Linked DNA regions of Arabidopsis thaliana: region 2 is linked to region 1. The links are chromatin contacts, called in public capture Hi-C maps. All regions are on one chromosome and are shown on one strand. The core of a region is the stretch at or near the end of the contact, and the rest is flanking DNA. Distances in the headings are between cores, read along the strand shown. Region 1 holds the start of NAC071 (NAC domain containing protein 71). Region 2 holds the start of AT4G18300 (Trimeric LpxA-like enzyme).

Region 1 (5,926 bases), core at 2,278-4,777:
GTGTAAGATTAGCCGGAGAAGTATGCAAAGCTTTGACGGAACTCGCAGATAGCATCTCAAACCACCGTCATTGTTCACCGGAGATTCTATCCGATCATCTCCACGTGGCACTTCAAGATCTTAATTCCGCTATCAAGTCTCAGCCTAAACTCTTCCTTGGCTCTAACCTCCATCGTCACAATAATAAACACCAAAACGGTAGCATTTCCAATAACAAACACCATCAGCGCAACAGTAGTAACAGTGGAAAAGATCTAAACGGCGACGTTTCTCTTCAAAATACCGAAACCGGTACACGTAAAATTACAGAAACCGGTTCACGTCAAGGCCAAAACGGAGCCGTTTCACTTTCAAGCTTTAGGACTGACACGTCAGCTTTAATGGAGTACCGGAGATCGTTCAAGAACAGTAACTCAGAGATGTCGGCGGCGGGAGAGAGGAGGATGTTACGGCCACAGCTGAGCAAAATCGCGGTGATGACGAGTCTCGAATTCTCGGAGGCATTACCGTTCGCGGCGTTTGCGTCGTTGCTAGTGGAAATGGTGGCGAGGCTCGATAATGTAATCGAAGAAGTTGAGGAATTGGGAAGGATCGCAAGTTTTAAGGAGTATGATAACAAGCGAGATCAGACGGCTGACGATGTCCGATGCGAAAACCCGGCGAATGTTACGATCAGTGTCGGTGCCGCGGAATGAAGCAACGAACGACGACGATAAATTGAGTTTTTTAGATTAGACTAAACCGATCGGTATAAGGGGTCGATGATGCGATTCGATTCGGTTTGGTATGATTCGGTTTGTCCTTTTTACGATGATGGGAATTAGGAATCGGATGCTTTTTCCTTTTCGTGTCTTCGTTTTCAGAATTTACTAATAAGAAAATTATCGTTTCTTGAATAGAAAAAACTATTATGTGTTTCGTTGTGTAATGAATTGAGATGTCTGGTTAAGACAAACAATACAAGGAGAAAGATACAGTCGTAATGTTTAAGGCCGGTTATTTCTGGTCCGGCAATTTGAATTTCCGGAATTTAATTGTAAAGTGAAAAACAGAAAAAAAAGAAAAAACAAAAAAAGGAAGGGCCCAACCGGGTTCGAACCGGTGACCTATTGATCTGCAGTCAATTGCTCTATCACTGAGCTATGGACCCAATTTGATATTGTTCACATTTTGTAAATCATATAGACTATATATCAAAAGTATTTCGTAGATCATTTTCAAGAGGAAGAAATATTCTTATAAATTTTAAAAGAATGAAATGTAGAAAGCTCATGGAAAAAAGAATTTTGTTTGAAAGGTCTCTAACAATTGAGAAATGCAAGCTTTTGGGATTTTCATACATCTGTAAACAAATTGCTGCGTCACATAGTTTTTGATTTTAATCTCTGCATATTTATGGAATTTTGTTTACATAAACTTTTGAAATGTCAAAATGGTCCCGAAACTATTGCTTTTATAGACAAAATATTGGATTTTTAATGCAAATGATTGTTATGACTTCTACATAAGTTGCTTTATATAATATAAGTTTGGTCCAATTAATGATTGAGAAGAACATGATTGATTCTCTTTGCATATATCATATCAAAGGTATCGGAACATTAAAATAAGACTCTATAATAACGTAAATCTTCATACGAAAAAACTTTAAATAAGGAATTTATTATACTCATTCCTTATATTAGCAAACAATATATATAAAACTAAAATAAAAACCAAGAGTAAGATAATTAAATTCTCAAAAGAAAATGATAGACGTTCACAACTAGTTCTTCTTCTTCTTCCAAGTTCCAAGACACCAACGTTAAAAGGCGTTTTTGTCCTAAGAACGAACCAACATTTCTTGTAGCTAAAAAAGGTTTGAGTAGTCAAATGAACCGGTTTGGTCATTTTCATAATTTGTCCAATAACCGGTTTGCATCGACTGATCAATGTCCTGGTCCACATTGAAATAACAAGAGCTCACCGGAAATTCCACGTGGTGGTTTGCCGTGGTGACCGGAAAATGGTAGTTGGGAAAGCACTCAGAAGCAACCTCCTTAATCTGAGGATAATCCTATATTTAAAATCACAAAACCAAAAACACATATCAGACCACTACTGTCTATACAAAAACTATTTTGGTTTAGATAATAGATGTAGGTACCTTTGACGAATCAAGGATGAAATCAGGAGAAATCCAAATGCTTGAAGAGTCGTTTGTAGTAGAAGAAGGCTTGAACGATTGAATCTGCGACGCTTCATCGCGACAAGGAGAGGTCGCGAGGCTAGAGTAACAAGAACCAATGTCTTGTTCGTTTTTATTTTTCAAACTTTTCGAATTTTTCTTCAGTTCATTCTTCTTAACTACGCGACATAACGCAAAAGCTCCCTAAAATTCAAACATATATATGGTTTTTAGGCTTCGTTCCATTAGTTCATAAAAATGAATATTATGAAGTTGGATCAAATGAAACGAACTCTAATTTTCTTACCTTGAAATTTGGTGATTTTTGTGAATGATCATCAATATCGCATAGACGATATTCATGCATAAACCAATTAGTTCTGTCGCCTAATGGGGCACGACCTTCATAGAAAACTAAGGTTTTTCGGTATCCAGCTATAACATGCGATGATTTACAAGTGATTTTCCGGTCTTTACCAGTTGCTTTCCAATAACCCGCTTTTGTAGCCCTATTGGTTCGAGAACCGTTTGCATATTTTTTGTCTCTTGGACAGAAAAAGAACCATTCCAAATCTCTATTTGGAAGGAAAGATTTACCTAAAATTCAAAGATAAAATCAAACAAATTTAGTTTTATTTAAATATAAATTTATGGATAAAAATCTAATTGTTTTCCTTTTCAAATTACCTGGCAACTCCCAAGGATCAAATTTGTATAAGTCGATAACAGGAATGACTTCAAGCTCAATCTCGAGACCTTCTATTTTTCTACTCAAGTAGTAGCCTATGAGCTCTTCATCAGTTGGATGAAATCTAAATCCTGGAGGCAAACATGAACTCCCCATTTGCAAAATTCACACTTGTAGCTTGCGACACAAGAGAGTTGTCGAAAGCTAATATTTAACTAAATATCTATTGACTATTTGGAAAATCTAAAAATATAAACTTTTTTCGACATTCAATTTGTTTTTGAAAATAAGTTGCAACTCACTTTGATTGCATCCTTTTTGTGACAATATCATTGTCTGAAAGAGATTGTATGTTTACAAAAAAAAAAACGAATTATCCAAAATTCTCTTTTTAAAAATATATCTAACACCTAAGAAAAAAAATAGAAACAAACTTAAGGTACAATTCAGAAATAACGAAGAGCAGTTGGTGGAAGAGCTAATTGCTGCGGGTCAAAGAGTCTGACTGAGGAAAAGGGTTCTCTGACTTATTAGCTATACAAGACCAAAAAAAAAAAAAAGTTATTAGTGAGTATTGATTAGGAGAGTGATTAAGATCGGAGAGAAGAAGAGAAGGTTGGTAGAGTGTTGAATGGTTGTGGGGTGAATGATATTTATAGCACAAAGGTTGCGAAACTTTGTGAGGCAAATTTAATCATAGCTTAAAATATGTTGATGAATTTTTCTGTAGAATAAACAAACAGTATTATAATAGTCAGTGCCGTTAATATTCAGAAGAAAAAATAACTCGACACACCGAAAGCGGATAAAGACATTGCTTGTCTTAAGAGTTCCCAAAATTCAAAAAGAAAGTGGACCTACCTGGTCTCTAAAGTTAGACTTGTTCACACTTCACACATCAATGATTCAATAATACTATCACCTATAATTAATCAAAACTTATTTTTCTATTTTTTAATTTCATAAGACGTCGTTTCGTTTTGTAAAACGATATGTTTATAGGTGTGTTGGCAAATTAGTCACTTTTGAAAACATAATTATGGAGTTGGGCAAGTTACTATTTACACTTGACAAAACATGTAACTCACTTTGGGCGTGTAATAGACGAGCGTGAAATAGAAGTTTGGGGTGGGGTAAGTGATGTGTTTTGAAATTACCGAACTATCCTTTTGACAGAGAAGAAAGATAAAAGTGAAATATTCTTTTTTTTTTTATTTCTTTTTAATAACCCCTCCAATTTAATAATTGAAATACTTATCAATATAAATTTATTTTCTAAACTAATTCATATACATAAAAATCTATGTATTTTTCTTTATAATTTGATATGCATTTTGTTAATATTTTTAATATATTACAGACATTTTATCAGTAGTCGGTACACTTAATTATGTGTACAGACTTTATTTTGTACGTTGCATTAGCTGTACAGAGTATATAATTGTATGGAGTATACAATTATCAGTAGTCACTTTTCACTGTTGATTCGTACACTTAGACCTGTACAATATTTTTAGTGTATATATATATATATAAATATACACAACGTACACTTACATCTGTACACTAAAAAATGTTGTACAGATCTAAGTGTACGAATCAAACAGTTAAAAGTGACTACTTTGCAAATTGTGAATAGTAAAATGACTATTTTTCCAATTATGGCTGGACGATTTCAATTTGTACTTATTAAATAAGTTGTATAAATAAAAATCTGTACACATAATTAACTGTACTGACTACTAATAAAAATGTTTATATAATATATTTAAAATTATTAACAAAATGCATATCAAATTATAGAGAAAAAATATAGATTTTTATGTATCTGAATTAATTTAGAAAATAAATTTACATTGATAAGCATTTCAATTATTAGATTGAAGAGGTTATTAAAAAATAAATAAATATATATATATATATATATATATATATATATATATATATATATATATATAAAGAAATACAAAGAATGTGAGTATGAGGAGAGAGAAATGTTGAATCTAAAAGCACAAATCCCAATTGCTTTCAACGACATTGGAGAAGAAGAAGATTAGTGGCATATTTGTAAATAATAGAGTTGGTATGGGGTATATTTGATTTTGTCTGTAATAGGGTCAAAGGTTAGTGACTAAAAATCCAATTATAAATAGTAATTTGCCCAATTCCATAATTAAGTTTAAATATCTGACTACTTTACAACTTAACCCTATGTTTATTTGCATGTCATTCTTGTATATCGGATTAGTAAACCTTGGTTAACCAAAAAGAGAGAGATATATTTTACATTTCTCTAATGTTTTTTCTAGCTCGTTTCTTTGATATAAGTATGTAACGGGAGTTTTAGTTCTAGGTCATAGAAACTCGGTCCTAGCTAATTCTTTTATTTTTCCTTTCGTTCAATATTCTAAACTTTTTCTTGACTATTTTGAAGGGGGTGTAACAATGTTCCTCCACGTCAGTATGAGTAAGACAAAACTGCTTTTTATTAGAGTAACCACTTTCAACTTTTAAGACATTAGAAGAGATAACAAAACTTTGAAGAAAATTTTGTTTATTGTCTTCTTTTTACCGGAAATATGTTATTGTTTAAGATGTAAAGTTGTAGTTTAAAGTTTAGTTCCCATTTGTGTAAGACCCGATAGCTGAAATATTCAAGAGGAAAAGAAAATAAAAAAATATTGGGAAAACGAATGACTTCACGAGATGGAAATGTATAAGGTTAATAAGTTCTATATACCAAAAAGTGCACCTTATAATTATACGATACTTTAGGAACGGTCACCATGACCCCTAACACTGATTAAAGAGAGACAAAAGAACAAAAATGAAGAAAAAGGCCTAAAGCGTGAATAACTACGTCATATGGTAGGAAAAGAAGAAGTTAGCCTATGAAATACGAATAACGGATCTTCTATGTTGACTATACTGAGCCCTAATTTTATATATCAAAAAGTACCATATACGTTTGAATATTATGTCGTTACTAATTAATGTCCGGGGGTAAATTCATATCAGTAGTCATATCGGAACTATTTTTGCAAATTCTAAATAGATTCAACCGATATCAT
Region 2 (5,672 bases), core at 2,670-5,169, 140 kb after region 1:
TGTCATTGTGTGGATGCATATATATATATTAGCCTCAAATGCTAAGTAAATGGATATCCCACCACAGTCACAATCTCATCAAGTCCATTACCACATTCCGTCTTTCTTCTTCTTCCTCTCTCTATATTTCAAATCTTTACTTCCTATCAGAAGCAGAAACTCTGTAAAATCTCAATGTCTGCCACTTAATTATACATCTTACCAAACGTGAAACTCGATTCTTATTTCACCTTCTTAATCATTTTCTTGTGTAAGCCTTCTTTGTGGGTTTTTGCAGCATTAATGGTGCACTAAAGTTTGTGCAAAACAGTTAAAACCTTCCCCTGCAAAGCCAAAAACAAAAATTCGTTTTTTTCCCTTCTCCTTTTTTAGAAAACGATAAGAAATGGGTCAGGGCAAGTTGATGTTGTAAAAGTCAGAACCACAACGTGAGAGAGAGAGAGAGAGAAAGAAAGCAAAAAAAGTTCGTTAGCTTGTGAAACTTGTCACAAGTTTCATCACTATATTTATAACTAACCTTATGTTGAAGAGAAAGCACCTCAACACAAGACCAATGTCAATCTCTTGTACCAGAAACTTCTTCAAACGATTCTGCGTCGAAGAATACAATATGGATACATTCAAACATAGCAGTTTCCTCTCTGCTGATCTCTTACCATCTCTTGGAGCTAGAATAAACCAATCAACTAAGCTCCGTAAACACATCATCTCTCCTTTCGATCCACGTTTCAGGTGTTGTATATATCTTTCTTGCACATTTTCCTCGTTCTGTTCTGTTCTGTTTTTGTGTTTGTTGTCTTCTTGAGTTATGGCTTAATGTTGAATTCAGGGGATGGGAGATGTGGCTGGTCATTCTTGTGATTTACTCAGCTTGGATTTGTCCATTTGAGTTTGCCTTCATCACCTACAAGAAAGACGCACTTTTCATCATTGACAACATTGTCAATGGATTCTTTGCCATTGACATCATTCTCACCTTCTTCGTTGCTTATCTAGACAGCCACTCATATCTTCTAGTCGACAAACCTAAGAAAATAGCTATAAGGTGAACAACAAGTACATAATAAAGACAATGGTACGGTTTTTACGTATTTAAGGGAAGCATCATTTCTCATTTTTATTAATGAGTATGTTCTTAGGTACCTTTCTACTTGGTTCGCCTTTGATGTCTGCTCAACAGCTCCATTCCAGTCACTGAGTCTTCTGTTCAAATACAATGGAAGTGAAATAGGATTCAGAGTTCTTAGTATGCTCAGGCTCTGGCGTCTTAGACGAGTTAGCTCGCTGTTTGCAAGGTTCATTTTCAATACTAAACCATTTTCTTTCAAGTTTAGAAGACTTGCCATATGAAGAATCAACATAAAGCTTACTCTCTCATTTTTCCTCTGCTTCAGGCTTGAGAAAGATATCCGCTTCAACTATTTCTGGACACGATGCACAAAACTCATTTCGGTAAGTCTCAAAAACAGAGGAATTCTCATTTCTTTTCATCTATAAATGCTACTAGCTTACAAGTTACAACGTATACTTTTATATATCAGGTGACACTGTTTGCAGTACATTGTGCTGGATGCTTCGCCTACCTCATTGCAGATCAATATCATGATCCAACAAAAACATGGATTGGAGCTGTCTACCCAAATTTCAAGGAGACAAGCGTATGGAGTAGATATGTTACTGCTCTTTACTGGTCTATTACGACATTAACAACAACAGGTTATGGAGACTTACATGCTGAGAACCCAAGAGAAATGTTGTTCTTTGTGTTTTTCATGCTCTTCAACCTCGGTTTCACATCTTACCTCATAGGAAATATGACCAACCTTGTGGTTCACTGGACTAGCCGCACCAGAAACTTTGTAAGTTCAATAACTTTTCTTTCGACTTCACATCAATCTCTTATAACTATAACCTGCAAAAAAAAATATATATATATATATATTCATAGGTTAATAAGAAACCTGATTCTTTGAATTAAACAGAGAGATACTGTAAGAGCTGCTTCAGAGTTTGCATCAAGAAACCAACTCCCACCAAACATACAAGACCAAATGTTATCACACATTTGCTTAAAGTTTAAAACAGAGGGTCTGAAACAACAAGAAGCTTTAAATGGTTTGCCGAAAGCAATCCGGTCAAGCATTGCAAACTATCTCTTCTTCCCAATCGTTCAGAACGTCTACCTATTTCACGGAGTTTCTCGCAACTTCCTATTTCAGTTGGTAAAACACTCATTTGTTAACTCTTTCTTTGTCCATCTCTTTCTGTTATAATGTTCCATAAAGTTACCAACCAACTCGATATGCTTTTTCTGACCAAGGTTTCAGATATAGACGCCGAATATTTCCCACCAAGAGAAGATGTAATACTACAGAACGAAGCTCCTACTGACCTCTACATCCTAGTCTCAGGGGCAGTGGTGAGTGAATGAAATTTAAAATAAATAATTGTATAGGAATGTTGAAGTTACCTTCTAACATGTTTTACTCGCTCATGTGGTGATTGTGCAGGATTTTACTGTCTACGTTGGCGAAGAAGATCAGGTATGTGAACAATATATATCACCAAAAGAACTTCACTGTAGAACTCTTAGCTGAAAAAAGAGAAATGACTGTAATCCTCACATTCATGTAGGTTCAAGGCAAGGCGGTTGTTGGCGATGCATTTGGAGAGATTGGTGTGTTATGCTATACACCACAACCTTTCACAGTTAGGACAACAGAACTATCTCAGATACTACGGATAAGCAAAAAATCTCTAATGAGTGCTATGCGAGCTCATGTCGAAGATGGACGAGTCATAATGAACAACCTCTTCATGGTAAGTAAGAATGATATAACATCCTGGGAACTAATTTTATTTCAGAGATGTTTTCACAATGATGTTAATCAATACGAACTCATTTCATGATGATATATGTAGAAACTTAGAGGGCAACAATCAATAGCAATTGATGATCCAAATTCAGAACCAGAGTCACTTCTCAAGGAGTGGCTTGTTGGTGGTTCAAAGACAGGAGAAGGAAACGCTAGTGATCAAGGACATGGGCACAAATATTTACAACTGCATGATTCAGAAAATATTGATATGGGGTCAACTGAATGGAGAGATTCAAGAAGATCTGGTTATGGCGAAACGAAAAGAGTTCGAGAACATACGATAGAGATAGAAGAAGGAGAAAAACCAAATAAAGAGTTTGATGGAAAAGGTTGCTCTGATGCAGATCTTACCTCATTTGAATTTCATTCACAGGAAGCATATCCATATTGCAGATCAAACATCCAAATCAAACAACATGAAGCTGCAAAACCAAAAGATAAAAGAGTTACCATCCACTTGAAGTCCCGGGACAAAGATTTGTCGAAGCTGATAATCCTTCCTGCTTCCATAGAAGAGTTGCTAAGACTTGCAGGTAAGCTCTTTTACTTGTTAATTCTCTAAGAAACTACTGAACATAAGAAGGAAGTAAAGTAAACTAGAAAATTATGGTGCAGGTGAAAAATTTGGATACAGCTTCACAAAGGTCACGAATGCGGAAAACGCAGAAATAGATGATGAAGATGTGATTAGAGATGGTGATCATTTGTATATTCTCATCAATGAAAACTCTTAACAAGACTTTAGTAACCACTGTTTTCTTTCCATAGAGTGTATATGTATATCTGCAGGCAATGTAATGTTTTTTACTAGAAAAACATTTGATCATCAAAGAAGATCCTAGAGAACTTATAACTGGACAATGTTAATCCATCAGAATTCTGAATTTAACAGAGCATTTCCCGCGTAAACGTTTACATTCGAGTTTATATATATTGGGCCTTATTGGGCTTAGATGAGTTTAATTACTAATAAATGAGATTAGGCCTAGTTAATTATAAAATAAACATTTTTTCCCCTTAAAAAATTGTATCAAAGATTTTCTCATGCGAGGATTTGATTTTGAAGTCTGTCGTGAATTTTTCATTTCAATCGAATTTGATCGGAGATATGGGTGCTCAGAAGAAACCCGCGGCGGCTAAGGTTCGTGAGGATTCAGAGGATCTAAGTCGTCAACGATTACAAGCCATTCTTCTAGCCGACAGCTTCACCACTCAATTCCGTTCCATAACCCTAGAACGACCAAAGGTACTATTGCCGATAGTGAACATCCCGATGATTGATTACACTTTAGCATGGCTCGAATCAGCTGGGATCGAAGAGGTTTTTGTGTTCTGTTGTGCTCATTCGTCGCAGATCATCGATTACCTGAAGAAATCGGAATGGTACACACGCCCAAACCCAAACTTGTTGGTGAGAACGATAGTGTCTCACAATTCCACCAGTGTTGGAGATGCTCTGCGTTATATCTATGAACAACAGACAGAGACGTCGCAGATTCAAGGTGATTTTGTTCTTGTTAGTGGTGATACTGTTAGTAATATGCCACTTGCTGATTTGATTCAACAACATAGAGATAGGAAGAAGAAAGATGAGAAAGCTATCATGACTATGGTTTTTAAGAAGCAGTCTAGACTAGGAATAGGATCTGATCAACTCTTTGTTGCAGTAGATCCTTTAACGAAACAGCTTCTTCATTACGAGGAATGTAATTCGAGAGGCGGGGACTTTTGCTTAGATAAGTCCTTGTTGGATAGTACTGTTTTATGCAGTGATATGCAGGATTGTTACATTGACATTTGTTCTCCTGAGGTGCTTAGTCTCTTTGAGGATAACTTTGATTATCAGCATATGCGCCGTCATTTTGTTAATGGTTTGCTTGTTGATGATATTATGGGTTACAAGATTTTCACTCATGAGATTCAGTCGAGTTGTTATGCTGCAAGGATCGACAATTTACGGAGCTATGACACTGTTAGCAAGGATATAATCCAGAGGTGGACATACCCGTACGTACCTAATATCGATTTCAGCGGGAATCGCCCTGTAAAGCTCGGGAGACGGGGGATATACCGGGCTTCTGATGCAGTTCAATCACACACTGCAGATGTTGGAGCTTCCACTGTCATTGGATATGGCACCAAAATTGGTAATGGAGGTAAAATCTATAACTCTGTTATTGGGAACGGATGTTGTATTGGATCAAATGTGGTGATACAAGGCTCATACATATGGAACAATGTTACGATTGAAGATGGGTGTGAGATAAGGAACGCTATTGTCTGTGATGGTGTGAAAGTCAGAGCAGGAGCTGTTCTGCAGCCTGGTGTTGTTTTGTCTTTCAGTGTTGTAGTTGGGCGGGACTTTGTTGTACCTGCATATTCAAAGGTCTCTTTACTTCAACAGCCAACTACAGAAGACAGCGATGAAGAGCTGGAATATGCTGATAGTAGCAGCGGGACTGCAGATCATTCGTCAGGCCTAAATAATTTGCAAATTGAGTCCAAAGCATCTGAGCTTGGTCCTGATGGAGCAGGTTACATCTGGGAAATATGTGACAGCGCTCATGATGAGGAGTGGAAACATTCTGTTGTACCAATCCCCATGGATAAACTTGCCGATATCACTGGGGCCATGGACGATGATGACATAGAGGATGACATTGTTGTCCCACCTTCTGGAGAGTTGAAATCTGATACTGATATTATTAACACTGATGCAAATGATTCCTATGGCGACTTTGAGAGAGAGGTTGAAGAAGAATTCTTAAGTGCCGTTGAAAAGGATAACAAAGC

The links. Capture Hi-C pulls out chosen DNA fragments and counts their contacts.
Region 2: a contact with region 1 is called in a capture Hi-C map of seedling, with 2.0 times the contacts expected there.

The regions. Positions count from the first base shown.
Region 1 is chr4:9,977,028-9,982,953 of TAIR10.1, forward strand. It overlaps NAC071 (NAC domain containing protein 71), which reads right to left and starts at 3,528. Exons shown (of 4, transcript NM_001341249.1): 1 at 2,855-3,528; 2 at 2,475-2,764; 3 at 2,147-2,371; 4 at 1,676-2,056. The coding sequence starts at 3,011. The coding sequence ends at 1,850. ALMT12 (aluminum-activated, malate transporter 12) reads left to right here. Exons shown (of 6, transcript NM_117907.4): 6 at 1-996. The coding sequence ends at 695. AT4G17975 (a tRNA gene) reads right to left here and starts at 1,150; the gene lies at 1,079-1,150.
Region 2 is chr4:10,114,865-10,120,536 of TAIR10.1, forward strand. AT4G18300 (Trimeric LpxA-like enzyme) reads left to right here and starts at 3,920. Exons shown (of 1, transcript NM_117940.2): 1 at 3,920-5,672. The coding sequence starts at 3,988. KAT2 (potassium channel KAT1-like protein) reads left to right here. Exons shown (of 11, transcript NM_001341273.1): 1 at 1-732; 2 at 830-1,045; 3 at 1,140-1,295; 4 at 1,395-1,452; 5 at 1,542-1,859; 6 at 1,983-2,222; 7 at 2,321-2,419; 8 at 2,511-2,543; 9 at 2,635-2,820; 10 at 2,923-3,412; 11 at 3,495-3,788. The coding sequence starts at 521. The coding sequence ends at 3,613.